Regions from separate parts of the Mus musculus genome. Here all the other regions are linked to region 2. A link is a contact called in public HiChIP or PLAC-seq and promoter capture Hi-C data. All regions are on one chromosome and are shown on one strand. Each heading gives the region's core, a stretch centred on a gene start, on an enhancer-like site or on the middle of the called end of the contact. The rest is flanking DNA. Distances are from core to core; before and after follow the strand shown.

Region 1 (2,880 bases), core at 306-2,805, 1.8 Mb after region 2:
GATGTTTATATATTTAGAGACAGGATTGCTACATAAACCAGGCTACCCTCAAACTTGCATGGGTCCTGTCTCTGCTTCCCAAGTGCTGGGATTACAGGGCTGTAAACCATGCCAGCCCTACTCCATGTTAGAAGTACTATATATAATTTGTTTACCTATTCATTTCTAGGTGTTCACTTGGAGTGCTTCCATTTCTTTCTCTAAAAAATAATTAGACTTAATTTTTTTTTGTTGTTGTTTTGTTTTGGTTTTTTGTTTTGTTTTGTTTTTAGAGACAGGGTTTCTCTGTGTAGCCCTAGCTGTCCTAGAACTCACTCTGTAGACTAGGCTGGCCTCGAACTCAGAAATACACCTGCCTCTGCCTTCCAAGTGCTAGGATTAAAAGTGTGTGCCACCACTGCCCGGCTTGACTTAATATTTTTATGTGTTTGAGTGTTTTGCCTGTATGTTTGTATTCATATCATATGTGAACTTGGTGGCCAAGAAGAGGACTTTAAATCCCTTGGGACCAGAGTTACAGATGGTTGCAAGTCATTGTGTAGGTTCTAAGAGTCCTGCAGGAACAAGTGCTCTTAACTGATGAACCAACTCCCCATCCCTCTCTTTGTTTTCTTGAGACAGAACTTGTGACTTGGGTCACAGTTCTCTGGGATGTGTGTAACTTTTTGAAGTACAGATGGTCTCTGGGATCGAGCCTTCAACCTGTGGGCTCTCATGCCAACTGTAGGTAGTCACTCTCGGAACTGAATTGCATCGTAGGCACCAGCTGGTGTTGGAGAATTGGTTGGCATGGGAAATGCACGTACACACATTTGCTATTGGATGGATAAGGGTTCTCTGGGTAGAAACATTTGGGGGAGGGTGCATTTTGGCAAGAAGGCATTTTTAAAAATTAACTAACTTATTTCTGGCCCTACCTGTGCTCCTGACAGTGTAGATAAGGAAGAGACATGCGTAAAGTACTGAATTGGCTATTGGTATAGTATTTTGCTTTAAAAAAAAAAAAGAAGGGAAAAAAAGTGTGTGTGTGTGTGTGTGTGTGTGTGTGTGTGTGTGTGTGTGTGTGTGCGCAGGGAAAATAGTGTGAGCGCACCTCCAACCGGGAGACAATGTTTGTCTAAACTTGGGTCTTTGTCTCTATAGCATGCCACCCCCAACCCCTGCTGTCCAAGTGAGGAGGTGGGGCTTTTTAAGTCAGTTGTGATGTGCTTTTGAGCACAACATGGGGGGAAGAGACCCCACAGTCTGTTTAGCTCTCCTCATGAAAAATACAAGCTGGGTTTTGACTGAATGACAAAAGGCAAGCTTCGGAGGGAGCCAGGAAGCATAGTAAAGACCGTGACTCTCTGCAAATGTGCACAGCCCAAACAGCTCTTTCCAGTCTGGAAAAAATGAAGAGATGTGTCTGTGTCTGTGCGAAGCCAGCCAAGGCTCGGCCCCTCCTCCCGGGCTCCTGCCCCACCCCCACCTTCTGGCAAAGCCTCCCACCCTACCCCAGACGTGCAGTCATAGCTTTCATCCTGTGTGACTTGTAGTTGCCCAGGAAATAACATTGCCCAGGCTCTGGGGACATGCACTAGCCACTCCCAGGCCGCTTTCCGGGATATCTGTCTGGGTGGGGTTTGCCTGGCATCCCTGACCTTGGCTAAGGCTGGCTCTCGGCAGGGTTGTGTGGAAGGTGAAGTTGGTTCCGTCTTCTCTATGGTTTACTTTCTGCTCCCGCCTACCCCCTTTTCCCTTCCTCCTTTGCCTTTGAAACAACCTTTATCTCATTTCTACTTCTGTGCATTGGTGCTTGGAAGGAGACGAGCCAAAGGTGAGAGTGTAAAAGCATTCACAGTGAGTAAAAGTGGGCTGAGAAGGCTCCCATCCAGACGGGGAAGCAAACTTGGTCGGTGCTGCATCTCTATATTGGAGAGTCCTGTAAGGTCTGGTTCAGCACCGAGTGTAGGCATTACATTTGCATAACGATTACTGTGCTCTTTGGATGGTCGTCCCAGGGATGGTAGATTAATAAGGCACCAAGGCACCCAGGCCCCTGGAAATGACAAATCCAACCTGAGTGCTGGGTTCTGGGTGCTGCGAAGAGCCCTGGAATTGGGATCAGGGATTTTAATTGGTTGAAGGTTGAATAGGAAATGTCTGTGTTCCTCCCTGATGGAACCACAGCTCCTAGTTCAAGCCTCTTCAGACAGGTAACTGTGTGTCAGTGGGTGCATGTGTGAAAGAGCCGATAACCCTAGGTACTTTTCTTCCTTAGACTTCAGTTTCCTGTATAATAAAATTTAAAACTGGGCATGGTAATATATGCCTATAATCTTAGCCAGTGGGTGATTGAAGCAAGAAAATCGGAAGTTCAAGGTCATCTACGACTTTGAGGGATGAAGGTTGGCTTGGACATACTGAGATGCTGTCACAATAATAGTGCAAAGTGGGTGTGTCATATGGCTCAAGGAACTATGTTGATAACCCTCAGGAAGCGAAGGCAGAGGGATCCAGGAGTTGAAGGCCAGCCTCATCTCCGTGTGCTAGTGGGGTGCAGTAGTAGAAGAAAATGCCCAGGCGGGCATGGTGGTGCACGCCTTTAATCCCAGCACTTGGGAGGCAGAGGCAGGCGGATTTCTGAGTTCGAGGCCAGACTGGGGTACAGAGTGAGTACCAGGACAGCCAGGGCTATACAGAGAAACCCTGTCTCGGAAAAGAAAGAAAGAGAGAGAGAGAGAGAGAGAGAGAGAGAGAGAGAGAGAGAGAGAGAGAGAGAGGAAAGAAAGAGAGAAAGAGAGAAAGAAAGGAAGAAAGAAAGAAAGAAAGAAAGAAAGAAAGAAAGAAAGAAAGAAAGAAAAAAGGAAAGAAAGAAAGAAAAAAGGAAAGAAAGAGAAA
Region 2 (2,769 bases), core at 244-2,743:
GGGTCTTCCCTCAGTGACCCCAGTTCCCTGCGCGGGTCTCTCCCATTCTAGGCCACAGTTCCCGCACACAAACTTTTCCCTACTCATTCAGTCCTTTCGGAACCCTGCCTTCATTGCTCGGCTGGCTCCAGGGGTCTGGCGGGCTAATACCCGGGACCCAAGAAAGTGTCTAATGACCCTTACCAGAACGGGTCCCGAAGGATGGGACTCCATAATACGTGGGGTGCACACATCCAAGCCCGACTTTGACGGGTTATGGGTGCAAGTGTGGAAAGAAACGACAGGAGAACAAACTTGGGAAGCCGGACCAAGCGACACTTCCCTGTCCCTAAGTCAGTCTCCAGAGCGACCGGCAGCACTCGGCCGCGACCCCAGGATGTCGCTCCTCCACCCCAACCCCCAGTTCTCACGGCTCGGAACCCCCAAAGGTACCATGTTTCGCCCGCTAGCCAAGTGGGAACGAGAGTTTGGGGGGGGGGTGGGTACGGAGAGCTCCCCACGCGCTCGGCGTTCAGCCACCCGGACGAAGTAAACTTCTTTAACGTTGGCCGCAGGGCTGGGCGGTGAGGCCCAGGCGACAGAGGCCCAGCCCGGGGACCCGGGTGGCGCGCGGGGAGCGGGAGAGAGCTCGCGTGGGCAGCTCCAGATGGCCTCTGCCCGAGAGATCGCCCCTCGGGGCGGCAGGGTCGTGGCCGCGGCTTCTCCGACCCTCTGGGCGGAGGAGCGAGCCGGCCAGTCGACCCTACTCCGCCCAGTCGAGGACACGGAACTCCGGAAAGCTCCAGCCGGGATAGGCTGGCTCTCCCGGGACAGGGGAAGCCTGGCCCGGCAAATTGAAATCGAGGAAGCATGAAATAAAATCAGACGCGCCGAGTGCAGAAGGCGAAAGCGGCGGTGGGCGCGGGGCCCGCCGCGTGTGCGTGGGTCCGAGTGTGCGTGTGAGTGCGTGTCTGTGTGTCCGCGGCGCCGGCCGGAGCACTCACCATCTCGCCGGGGGAGCGAGGCCACTTCGGGGTCGGATTGGAAATGTTGAGGCTTCGCTTGCTTCCTCCGCGACATGCTGGCTCAAACATCAGCTGGGGCAGAATAAAAAATTACTAAAAAAAAATCTTCTCAAAATTACGGAAATCGAGCGGCGGCGGCGGCGGCTCCCCCCGCCCGCCGGCCCGCCCGCCCCCTCCCCGGCTCCCCGGCCCCGGGCACAGCGCGCATGTGTCCTGCTATAATTATGATTATCAATAATGCATTGCGATTAATCATAGAGGGGCTCTTTGAAAGGCGATTGGCACCGGGCCAGCGCTATTCAAACCCGCTCGCCTTAATCAATTAGTTCGTGATTTGCTGCAGACCCCTGTCTCTCCGCGCGCTGGCCCAATAAGCCGGCCGCGGGGCTGGCTCTGCGCGCCGCGCCGCCCGACTCTTGGTTAACCCTCTTGGCGACCGCCGGGGACTCCGCGGCCCGGCCGCCGGGGGCCTGCCTCCTCGCCACTGCGCGCCCAGCGCCCCGGCCGGCGCCCCCCGCTCGTTCCCCTCCCCCCTCCCCCGCCCTCCATCCCGGGCTGGGCCGACCCGAATTAGCATGCTCGCCCGGGAGCCTAGCGGAGCAGGGCCGCGTGGGGGTGGGGCTGGCGGCGGGGGCTGGGGACCCAGGCTGCGGGCGAGCGGCGAACTTCCTAACTCCCGCGCTGCGTACTGGCCCGCGAGGGGGAGGGAGTCCCGTGGCGGGACGGGGTAGGAGAGGGCGCCCCATTTCGTGAGTGTTCCTTCATTTTCTTTAAGAGCTACCAGAAAGCAGCCCACCCCCACTCTCATAAAAAAAAAAAAGCGAGTGGGGAAGAGCCAGCCCCACGCCAGTCCGCCTCCCGCTCGCTGCCGGGCCTCCCTCCCGCCTGCCCGCCGCCTGGCTCGGAGATCCTTCGCCCAGAGTTCTCCACTCTCAGGATCCCGGGCTCGCGGGGGTGCGGAGAAGAGGACCCAGGAAAGGTTTGGGGACGTGATGGGTTTGGGGCTTGGGGGGAGGGGCAGTTTTCTCGCCACCCCATCCTCTCCCTGCCTGGGAGCGGCGACCCTCCAGCCTCTTGCTGGCTCCTTAGCTCCCTTTCTCTACCTTGGACATTCCCGGGACAATTAGGGCTGAAGTTTTCGGGAGAAGCGCCCCGAGCCCGTGGGATAAGGGGGCGGCTCGGCTCCGCCCAGGACCCCCTCCCGAACCTCCCCCCGGCCGCCCCGGTTGGCTGCAGGGCGCGTCACTCCGCGGGGAGGCGGCGGCCACCGTGGCGCCGCCAAGCTCCGGGCGGGTGGAGAGCAAGGACCTGCCTGAGCTCCGAGTTCAGCTTCTGCGGGAGGGAGGGGAGGGGCGCAGCTAATTCTGTGCTAAGCAGCGCTCCCCTGGCCTGGGTGGTGCTGCTGGAGCCAGACCCTAGGCACCGCCTCTACCCTGGACCCTAGTGCTCCGTGTCCTAGGGGTGGAGGCCGCCACCTCGTCGCAGACGAGGTGGCTACCCGGAGTGAGTGAGCATGGAGGGGGGGTCCTGTTCGTTGCCCTGCTAGCTACGCCGTGACTCGCCTTCACTTTTCCGACACTTGCTACGTGCGGCGCCCAAACTTTTCTCTCCATCTCTCTCTGTTTCTCTCCCAGAGCTGGGAGCCAGCCTCTCTTACCCGCTCACGGGACCCAGGGATCCGGGCCCTGTACTCCCTCTTCCGGGTTTGGGCGCCTGCGAACCTGAGGCTTGGTCCTCGGCTTAGTTTAGACCTCCTCCTGCCTCG
Region 3 (2,872 bases), core at 53-2,552, 1.9 Mb after region 2:
CTCCAGAAGATCAGACATCTCAGGTCTTTGTGGTTACCTGCCGTCATGTATGTATACCTATACAGAAAGAAGCATAGTTAAAAATAACTCATTTTAAAATACTGAGCAGATTTGTTTATCTTTCCAAACTCAGTCTCTTTTTCTATACAGTGTGACTAACATTGGCACCAGTCATATAAAATTATGTTCTATATTGACAACTTGCTGCAAAAGAAATCAAGGAAAATACCCACTTACAATAGTTTAATATCCACAAGAAATGCAGCCAGGAAGGTAAACTATATCTGTGAGGGTAACTTCAGGACACACACACACACACACATAGGAGGAGGGGGAGGGGGAGGAGGAGGAGGAAGAGGATGAAAGAAATTGAAGAACGCACCAGCTGATCGGAAGATCGCCTCTGTGTGTCTAGAACTGATAGGGGGTGGTTTATATAGACATCTCACCAGTGGCTAAAAGCTCACAGATGTTTGCTTCAGCAGTTGAGGCTCTGCTTTAACTCCTACCAACTCAAGGAGCTTCTCTGAACTAGGCGTGGTGGCATGGAGGAGCTCTGTGAGTTCCAGGAAAGTCAGGGCTACATAGAGAGACCCTGTCTCAAAAATTAAAAGAAAGCAGCAGCTTCTCTATCCAAGGTTGAGAGCATCATAAATCTGTGGATATAAACACAAAGTGTTTATCCTTAGTTTATCATAGAGAGCAAGTAAAACTGCTTTTCTATTTCATCTCTCCTATGAGGATTAGGTAAGAAAGCAAGTCACAGCAACTTCTGAAGAGCATATGGAGAGAAGGGACCTTCATTACTATTGATCAGAGTGTCAGCTGCTGTGGCACTGTGGAAATCTCATAAAAAGAACAAAACAAAACTAGTTCGAGCTGTCATCTGACCCAGCTCTACTTCCCTGGGCATACACTCACAAGACTCCCACCACAGAGATGTTGTGACCATGTGGTCTTAAGTTGCTCCTCCTGTATTTCACCGTGAGGCTTGATGCTCGTTGTGGGGTTTGCATAGATGTCCTATTTAGCAAATTGTTGGCTACTCCCTTCTAGTCTTAATTGCTGCATCATGAGTAGTTACATCATGAGGGATAGTGAATTTGAGTATTTGTTTTCCTTTATCACAAGATAGGATATAAAGCTTTCATGAGGCTCTTGCTAAGCTGTACTCTGTGAATTAATTTTCAGATAGTAAACTAGGCTTGCAGGTTGGAGAGATGGCTTAGTGCTTAAGAGCACTGGCCACTCTTTCAGAGGATCAGAGTACAGTTTCCAGGATCCCACATGGTGGCTCACAGCGATCCTGAACTCCAGTCCTGTGGCTTCCAACACCCTTTTCTGGCCAGGTTTGTACAGACATGTATACAAACAAAACACCCATATTCATAAAATAAATCAATAAAATTCAGAAGCAAAACCCAAACAAAATAAACAAAGTTCTAAAAAGGAGGGGATATCTCTCCTTTCCATTAAGAGAGAGACAGAGACAAAGACAGACAGACAGACAGACAGGTTAGGCTTGCATTCCTAAACTCTATCCTCCATGCTCAGTCTTCCTCCCTGCTCTCCATGCTCTATGTTCTCTATCCCCCATGCTCTCTTCTCTCTCTCTTTCCTCTATTAGCTGCTGGTTTTTGGTTGAGAGTAATTTGTGTCTACAGTTGACTTTTGGTCTGGAGTTTATTTGATTTTGGTTTTGATCTGTGACTTTAGTTCATTAGTTGTAACTGTTTACTTTTCTTTTGTTTTAATAGGCCATCTGGATGAGTGTATTAGTAAATGATGCAATTAATTAGAAAATATTTTTTAACCTCTGGCCAGAAGTTAGTTGGAGACTTTCCCTCATATCTTACAGCAAAGGAGAAAGATATGTTTTGCTTTTAATAAGTAACATCAACAAAGTAGCTTAAAATTTTATATTGCACACACACACACACACACATTCACATACATCTTCCTCTTGCATCTCCTATTTCTGTTGTTGTTTTGAAACAGGGTCTCTCTATGTAGCCTTGGCCATCCTAGAACTTAGTATGTAGACCAGGCTAGCCTAGAACTCACAGAGATATGCCTGTCTCTGCCTCCTAAGTGCTGGGATTTAATGCAAGCATCAACACATCTGGCTGTAGTATGTTTCTTTTAATGCTGTGTGATACCAAATTGTGCTTAATATAATGGTTTAAAACAACACACTTTTTATCTCATTCTTTACTTGGGGCATGTGCCTTGTCTTTTTTCCTCCCTTCCTCTTTTATTTTGAGATATTTTTAAAATTATTTTGCTAGACCATATGTGTGAGCATGTGCATGCACATGTGTTGGATGGGTGCATCATATGGCATGGTGTGGATATACAAGACAAAGGACGACTGTGTGAGTTGGTTCTCTCCTTCCACCATGTGATTCTGGGGATTGGACTCGGGTGTTCAGGTCTGGCAACAAGTTCCTTTTAACTCACTGGGTCCTTTTACCAGTTCTTTTTTTTTTTTTTAAAGATTTATTTATTTATTATATGTGTGTACACTGTAGCTGTCTTCAGACACTCCAGAAGAGGGCATCAGATTTTTGTTACGATGGTTGTGAGCCACCATGTGGTTGCTGGGATCTGAACTCAGGACCTTTGGAAGAGCAGTCAGTGCTCTTAACTGCTGAGCCATCTCACCAGCCCCCTTTTACCAGTTCTTGAGATATTGTTTTTAAAGATAATTTAGATAATTGTAGATTCATATGCAATTTTTAAGAAAAAGATACAGAGAATTCCAGTGTGCATTTATACTCAGTTTCTACAATGGTAGTTTTTGTTTGTTTGTTTGTTTTGTTTGTTTAAGATATGGCCTTATATGGCCCAGGACGGCTTTGAACTCCTTCAC

What was found. Promoter capture Hi-C pulls out the DNA fragments that hold promoters and counts their contacts. HiChIP or PLAC-seq counts read pairs in DNA pulled down with a chosen protein or histone mark.
Region 1: an H3K27ac HiChIP or PLAC-seq map of embryonic stem cells shows a contact between it and region 2, with 8 times the contacts expected there. The contact joins the enhancer-like site here to the promoter of Sall1 in region 2. A contact is called at or near these places in 3 of 39 promoter capture datasets (embryonic stem cells, liver and stem cell-derived epiblast-like cells), 5 of 115 datasets of contacts at active chromatin or transcription factors (astrocytes, embryonic forebrain, embryonic stem cells and 1 more) and 1 of 9 other capture datasets (embryonic tail).
Region 3: a promoter capture Hi-C map of liver shows a contact between it and region 2, with 4 times the contacts expected there. The contact joins the enhancer-like site here to the promoter of Sall1 in region 2. A contact is called at or near these places in 3 of 39 promoter capture datasets (hippocampal neurons, liver and stem cell-derived epiblast-like cells), 2 of 115 datasets of contacts at active chromatin or transcription factors (astrocytes and embryonic stem cells) and 1 of 9 other capture datasets (embryonic stem cells).

Annotation. Positions count from the first base shown.
Region 1 is chr8:90,853,361-90,856,240 of GRCm38.p6, forward strand. All of the region lies in intron 2 of Chd9 (chromodomain helicase DNA binding protein 9), which reads left to right. Among named protein-coding and RNA genes, the nearest start is that of Chd9, 26 kb to the left of the region's middle. Within about 2 kb of position 1,556, at least 83 of the 459 cell types and tissues checked have an H3K27ac peak or open chromatin away from gene starts, as enhancers often do. A contact at or near this core is called in embryonic stem cells, liver and stem cell-derived epiblast-like cells, where this site is marked.
Region 2 is chr8:89,041,369-89,044,137 of GRCm38.p6, forward strand. Sall1 (spalt like transcription factor 1) reads right to left here and starts at 1,494. Exons shown (of 3, transcript NM_001371070.1): 1 at 984-1,494. The coding sequence starts at 1,059. It overlaps Gm3134 (predicted gene 3134), which reads left to right. Exons shown (of 3, transcript NR_166639.1): 1 at 1-428.
Region 3 is chr8:90,943,524-90,946,395 of GRCm38.p6, forward strand. The region is part of intron 3 of Chd9 (chromodomain helicase DNA binding protein 9); the gene reads left to right. Among named protein-coding and RNA genes, the nearest start is that of Gm39221, 110 kb to the right of the region's middle. Within about 2 kb of position 1,303, at least 3 of the 459 cell types and tissues checked have an H3K27ac peak or open chromatin away from gene starts, as enhancers often do. A contact at or near this core is called in liver, where this site is marked.